Linked DNA regions of Mus musculus: region 1 is linked to region 2. The links are chromatin contacts, called in public Hi-C maps. All regions are on one chromosome and are shown on one strand. The core of a region is the stretch at or near the end of the contact, and the rest is flanking DNA. Distances in the headings are between cores, read along the strand shown. Region 1 overlaps Arid1b (AT rich interactive domain 1B (SWI-like)). Region 2 has its middle 12 kb from the start of Gm34371.

Evidence for each region. A called contact is a pair of places that touch in the nucleus more often than the background predicts.
Region 1: a contact with region 2 is called in a Hi-C map of rod photoreceptor, with 4 times the contacts expected there. The contact joins two enhancer-like sites. A contact is called at or near these places in 2 of 15 datasets of contacts at CTCF or cohesin (large pre-B cells and pro-B cells), 45 of 484 Hi-C or Micro-C datasets (CD4 T cells, CD8 T cells, the G1E-ER4 cell line and 13 more), 2 of 115 datasets of contacts at active chromatin or transcription factors (embryonic stem cells and pancreatic cancer cells) and 1 of 9 other capture datasets (liver).

What each region holds. Positions count from the first base shown.
Region 1 is chr17:5,019,897-5,023,337 of GRCm38.p6, forward strand. All of the region lies in intron 1 of Arid1b (AT rich interactive domain 1B (SWI-like)), which reads left to right. Among named protein-coding and RNA genes, the nearest start is that of Arid1b, 27 kb to the left of the region's middle. Within about 2 kb of position 1,940, at least 15 of the 459 cell types and tissues checked have an H3K27ac peak or open chromatin away from gene starts, as enhancers often do. A contact at or near this core is called in rod photoreceptor, where this site is marked.
Region 2 is chr17:4,780,377-4,784,042 of GRCm38.p6, forward strand. No RefSeq gene overlaps it. Among named protein-coding and RNA genes, the nearest start is that of Gm34371, 12 kb to the right of the region's middle. Within about 2 kb of position 1,410, at least 2 of the 459 cell types and tissues checked have an H3K27ac peak or open chromatin away from gene starts, as enhancers often do. A contact at or near this core is called in rod photoreceptor, where this site is marked.

The DNA.
Region 1 (3,441 bases), core at 690-3,189, 240 kb after region 2:
ACACACACACACACACAGGTCCACATGCGTATACATACACACTTTCACTGTGTAACCCAGGCCAACTTAGAACTTAAGAGAGTTCTTGCCCCAGCCTGCTAAGAGCTGGGATTGCAATGTGTGTGACTGTGTTGTGGCTCTTGAAACACTTCGCGTCCATTCGCTGTGGGGGTGGCAGGGCAGTGCTAAGCATCTTCCAGCGCAGGCATATACATCTGTAAATAATATCTCTTGAGAAAACCTTTTGTGACTCTTTGTCACATGGGTGTATGGAGTGTTTGGGTCTTGGCTTTCACTGACCTTCAGTTAGAGAGCCGGCAGGCAGCTTTATACAGCATTTACAGTTTCCTTTGACTGAAAATTTAGAGATACTAGAGAAATACACTGGTTCTTCAAAGTTGAAGAACTTAGTGTTCTTCACAGGCCATATATGTAAATAAAATAAAATTAATAGGATTGCTTATAATTCACTAGTTGTGTAAATATGTTGTCTAGATTTAAAATATAAAAGACTACCCTGTTCCCATTTGCTCGATTTTTTTTGCTTGATGAAAGGAAAGAAACTTTAAAAAGATTATTTTTTATTTTTTATTTTTATTTTAAGGAGGACTAAAATCCACTATTAAAGACAGTATTAAGGATTTTTATTTCATTGGGCTTTGGGGAAAGTAGTTCAGAGTTGGGCATCTGAGCATGTCTAATCTGTCACCGAAGTTAATCAAAGTCACGTGGCCCAGCAGAGTCAAATGATCACTTTAGTTGATTGATATCTGCTAGGTCTTTTCCCTTCAGTTGATTGGTTTTCATCCTTTGACCGTGAAGTGCTGCGTGTCTTATTTGTGGTTTCCTTGCCCTAGTGCACTGCGTGCTACGGAGCCTGTTCCTTCAGGCTGAGTCTGGTGCTCTGGGGACTGTTGTCTGCTGGCAGAGCATCACCAGCCTCCTGACTAGGAAGCAGGCAGCACATGAGATACACATGGAGTCTCTTGGCCTTTGCTTCCCACGCTTTGTGTAGGACGCTGCCATTCTGTACACAGGATACTGGGTTGGACTGATGCTCCATTGATCTTGGAAAGCTGTACATAAATTAAGCTGTCTTCTTGTAACATTTCAGCCCCGTTGTACTTTTGAGATCTAGATGAAACCATCCCTGGAGGGCTCTTGGACTGCTGGATTACCTTTTCATGTGATACCTGATTCAGTCGGAAACAAATTTGTAACCATGCACGCTCACAGGAAGCGATTTAATAAACAGGGATGGGGGGGGGGGCGGCGGACCTAGTCAGCACTGCACAGTGATGCCAGCAAGAAGTATGAGGTTAGCTGAAGTTGCTAGGTGAGTCCTCACCTATTGGTGGCGCCCTGCCAAGGGCATTTAAAGATTTGCCTTTTGCTAGGGACGGTTTATTAAAAAGTGGTTCACAAATAGCCGTTTTCAAGTCACTTGAAGGGAGATGGGCAGGGAGCTGGGTGTGCTGTGCTCTGCTCTCCCAGGTGAAGGCCAGTTACTGAGCAAGCCCAGCAGGTTGGAGATTGGCCATTGACTCAGGTAGTGAGTGCAGAGGGAGAACCTGCCACACCTGCAGGAAAGGTCCTGGAGCAGGGTGGTGGAGTGCTGTCAAGATTGATGGCAAGCAAGGGCTCAGAGTTCCAGACCCGGGCAGCTTCAGTGGGTGATGCTGGCGGGTGAGCACTTGTGACTGCTGTCTGCAGCCCTGTGCACTGGCAGGGAGCGGCAGAGTTTGAACCACTTATTTTTCAACTTGGATTTTTGGGTGTGCCTTCTTGTATTGCTTGTCACTGTCAGTTTTCCTGTGACTTCGCTTACAGTTCAGGTTGCCCTATTTGTCACTTTACAGTGGCACATCCCCTGCTGGGTTCTGCAGCTCACTGATGAGCTGCCTGATGGAGCCCGCCCCCTTTTCTCGGCCAGTCCTGCCGCGTAGCTGGAAGTGTTCTCGAGCACAGAGCTGCTTTTCCTTCCTGTTCCAACCCTCTCACCTTTAAGTTAGCCTCTGCTGTCCCGGAGAGCCTGAACCAAATGACAGGCACAGATTGCCTTGAAGGTCTGTGCACCCCAGAGAGGCAGTACCCCACTTGGTGATTTGCAGAAGTTCTCTGGACAGGGCACCCATAATAGGATCAAGGTCTTAGTGAGTGGTGTTTGCTTAGCGATGGGAGAAGCAGAGAAGCCCATAGTAGTTTCTGAGACACAAATCCATTCCAGAACTGCCACCAACACCAGTATTTTGAGATGCCGAAGTTCTTGTGTGGAGGGAGGGAGGTTAGCGGTAAAATCTTGTTGACTGTGGGAGTGTGGAACAGCTGTGCGGAATGCATATTCTTTCCTAACTTGTGGATCTGCTTTCTTTGGCTGTAAACAAATTGAGTGCTTGATTTTTCTCAGAGTGTCAGTGGATTAGGCACGACTCAGCCGGGCCCTCTGGAGGTCTGGGGTGGAGTGCGTCACAGTCCAGGGGCTGTCGGGGCTGTGTTCTGTGCAGGACTGAGGAGGGGGCATTTTTACAGACTGTTGGCAGAATTGTTTCTTGAAGTTGTAGAGTTTGCAGCAGTTTGCTTCTTCAGTGGCCCAATAGAGGGAGAGTCACCGTGGCAGGGGCTTTCTGTTAAACTCACCTGATTAGGCCAGGCTCACCTGGGACACTAATCTAGGACCCCAGAATTGACTGATGAGGGATTTGAGTTTCATCCACAAAATCGTTTCACAATCTCACTGTTTTCCTGGTTAGATGCAAGTGCAAGTCTTAAGAGGAAGGGATTACAGAAAACCATGGCTACCAGGAGGCATAAGTCTCAGGGGCCTTTTCAGAGTTCTGCCTACCATAGGTGGGGTGTTGCAGAGGCACAAGATGCTAATAGTTTGTGTTAGTCTGCTCAGGCTTCTGTGCAAATGTAGCAGACTGAGTGCTACTTAAACAAGAGAAAGCATGGCATCAGAGATCAAGGACAGCAAAGTCACTTTCATCCTGAGGCCTCTTGGCTTGGAGGTGGCCATGTCTCTTGGTTGGCTGCTCATGTGAGTGAGAAGGGATGCAGTAGGATACCTCGTCCACCAGCCTCAAGGTTTTAGCTCACCGTTAGCATTCTCTATAGCTGTAACCCGTGTTCCGGCTTATGGCTTCAACGGCTGGTTTTCCACAGTGGACGAGGGATGACCTGGTTTCATCCAAAGCTGGTCAGAGAGTTTTCATTGGAGTGGAGCGTCATGACATTGCAGATTTTGGGAAATTCTATTGTCATTTTATGACCCAGGGTAGGTCACCTGTTCTAGAATGTAGGTTTTTTTTTTTTTTTTCAACGAAACTAGTGGTTGACGACATTAGCTATCTTGCATGTATTTAATTAACATTAATTGTTTGGAGAGTCTGTATTCAGAGAGAGAGAGAGAGAGAGTACTGAGTATCCAGCACTCAGGTACTG
Region 2 (3,666 bases), core at 160-2,659:
GAGGGGGGGGGGGTCCCTGGAGTTCAGTGGCCAATTTGCCTGCTTAATCACTGAGTTCCAGGCCTGTGAAAGAACCTGTCTGAAAAAACTCAAGGTGAAGAGCCCCTGAGAAACCACACTGTGTCTGACCTCTGATCTCCAAAAGTATGCAAACCTACACATACACACACACACACACACACACACACACACACACACACACTAAAAAATATTAGTGGTGGGGGTAATCAAGTTATATCTATAGATGTTGGAATAAGCTGAGATTTGGGCTATATAGCTGTTTTCTGGTATGCTCTGAGAGAATTATTTGTGAGATATCATTCAGGTGGACTATCAATCACCTACATTCTTAGTAACATGTTAAGACCAAACATCTCCACGCTTGCCTCATTGCTGCTGAGACATCTGACGTTCCAAGAGGTCTTGTCCCTTGTTCCAGTAACTTTAACTGTGGGTTGGGGATATTACCTGGGGAAGGAAGGGAGCAGTCAAGACTCTAGCCATAATGTGTTTTACAAACACACGGAGTGTTTGCAGAAACTATCCTTACCCTGGAACCACTGTGGGGAACACAGCAGGAAGCCTGGGTCCATCTTGTTTTATATTCTAAACACTGAGTGCCCTTGCATGATAATAATTTATAGAAAATAAAGCCATACTCAAAGAATGCTGTGTGCCTAAAAAAGGATTAAAGCCTGTCTCAGTGGGCCAAGAGCTTTTTGCAATTACAGCTGCTCCCCATCCTGGGCCATATTTGCCAGTTTCAGAACAAACTAGAGCTGTTTGTGTTGGGCCTTGGTCTGGGGAACCAATAGACTCGGGGTGGAAGGCGACAAGGACGTTTTCTCTCGTTTTCTCTTAACCTGAGAAGACTTGGGAAGAGGTGTTCCCCGTGAACAGTGTTGGCTTTCAATATCTCTGTACCCTAAGAGTTGGGAAACGAACTCTCAGAGCTAATGCCCACTGTTACTCTCAGGATAGCTCTTAGATCACATTCTGAAGGAAGTTGAGGGCACAGGTAGAGAAAAAATATTAGTGGTGGTGGTAATCAAGTTATATCTAGGGCTTGCTGGACTTAGATTTTGGAATAAGCTGAGATTTGGGCTATATAGCTGTTTTCTGGTATGTAGAACTGAACGAGGCCAGATATGACATCCCTACATGGGTGGGGCCAAGGAATCTCAAACTGAGCGTGCTCAGACCTAGCCCACGTGGACAGAGATAGTTCTCTATTTCACCTTTGAAATACTGACTCTCTTTTCTCCACCTCCTCCTTTATCTCTTCAGCCAGGGATCATCACCTGCCTGAAGGCCTCTGAGCTCACTCCTGGCCCTTCCACCCACATCAGTGCATCTCCGCACTCCCCACAGGTGCCTGAAATGCCTGCTCTCCTTTAAGCCTCTTTCTCTTGGCCCTAATCCTGACTCCTTGTCCCTTGCTTACTCAAGCTCATGGAGACCTGCTGTCCCCTCACAGAGGCTGGGCCTTGGCTCCGTGACTGTGATCAAAGACAGCAATCAGGATCATCTGGGGCTCTTTGGCCTCTGATATGAGAAAGGCATGTCCCAGATTTGAGGGATGCCCTCAGCTAAGTCCCACAGTGAAGCCCTAAGGCCTGTGACTGCAGATGACATAGAGGGAGCTGGGACATGAGATAAAAACAGTCATCTGTCCCTGGGAAGCCCTGAGATTTTTTTGTTCTCCCTCCTGTTTGTTACACAGTGTTGCTGTGTATGACTGCTAACTATCTCATGAGGTTGCTTGCTACTTGTAGAGCAAAATCCAAGCTCCATACGCTGATACCCAAGCCTACTTTCAGCACCTTACATAGCCTTGCCTCACCACGTGAGGAATCTGCTCAGCTCTTCAGCCACGGGCTTCTGTTAAGTCAGTGACCACGTTAGACTTCAGCAGAAGAGCAGCTCCGATAAGCAAAGAACCCCTGACCCCTTAGCCAACCTGGCACCCGCCTGTTCTCTGCAGAGTACACTGGGGTTGTAGCTTGCAATTTGCTTGGACATTTGATTGCTATCCCTGCCGTCCTTATAATGTTTGTCATACTTGGGGGGGTTGGTGGTGGTGGTGGTGGTGGTGTGGGGTTTTTGTTTCTGTTTGGTTTTTGATTTTTTGGTTTTGTGGGTTTGTTTTGTTTTGATTTGGGTTTGTTTTTTAGATTTGGTTTGGTTTGCTTGCTTATTTAATGCCTATTCCCCCAGGCTAACAATGCACTCTCAAAGTCTCAAAGAATACTTGGTAATCCTTGGGTCCAAGAGCTAGCACGTGTACTGACTCATAGTAGGTCTTCAGTACACTTTGTGAACCAAAGGGGAAAGACTAAACACCTTGAAAGAGGGGTATGAAAACAGAGTAACTGTTAATTGTTCAACTGGTAATGTGCCGGGCCCCCTGATGAGATGCTTGCATTTAACAGAAGACAGTAACCAGGTTACAGTTGACTGGATACCTCTCTTCTATATCAGGCCACCTCTGTCTCTGGAGAGAGGTGAAACCATTCCATATTCCCGTGGTAGGTGGTCTGGGCGCAGAGGGCATGGGACATTTGGGAACATCTGGAGGCTTGCTGGGACCAGGGAGCATTAGAATGACTAAGTGGACTTCTGCCCATTCCAAAGGGTTCTCCACCTGGAAGAGTCTTGACCTTCTGATTTGCAAAGCATTTTCCTTGAAGGGGCAAGAAATGAAGAGAAGATATAAGCCCCAAGTAAAGGCCTGAAAGGGTCAGAGGCCATCTGTCTCCCCACGTTCTTTAGCTATGCCCCCCACCCAGTTGCTCCCTCTCACTGGCAATGTCCATTCTTCACTTTGCCACCTCTTCCATCCCAGCAACCGCCATCCCAGACACCACAGCCCAGCGTATCCTTTTTAAATGCCGCATGTCAGCTTCGTTCAGTAAGTAGGGGAGCACAGAGAGGAAATGGGACCCTCGTTTCCATTCGGGTCACAATTAAGTTCATTCAGCCTGCAGAATGAGATTACAGCATGGCACAAGTTTGTAGGGGAGAAGGGGGCTTCTCACAGAAACACTGAAATCTCCCAAGCTCGTCCTCAGAGCAGCTCTTGGTACTCTCAAGACTTGAGCCCTACAGTCCCCCCTCCAGGCCCATATTCTTAACCCCAGCCCCTTCCAAGACACAGATGGCACCAAGGCTGCATCGGTGTGAAGGAGGGATGGTCTGCTTTAGGCCTTAAACTGAAAGGATTACAACTTGAACTGGAATTTCATTGCCAACAAGATCATTTTTTCAGACTACCATGACAGCTCAGCCATGTGCCTTAATACAGCAGCAAGTTCAGTACCCCTAGAACCCACAAAAGAGCTAGGCACAGTGGCAGTGTATAACCTCAACCCTGGGGAGGTAGAGAGAAGAGGCTACCTGGGGCTTAGTAGGCAGCCAGGCTAGCCGACTCCCTGAGTTCCAGACCAGTGAGAGATTTCATCTCAGAAACAAAGTGGATGGCACCTGAGGAATTAGACCCAACATTGTTGTCTGGCCTCTACACACACACACACACACACACATACACACACACACACACACCTCCTTTTCCAGGGGTCCAAACAGGAAAAAAAAGGATAGCCTGTAAGAGGCCAGTGTTGGTTAGTGAAGATGAAATGGGTCAAAGGTCAAGGAAACAGAAGATTT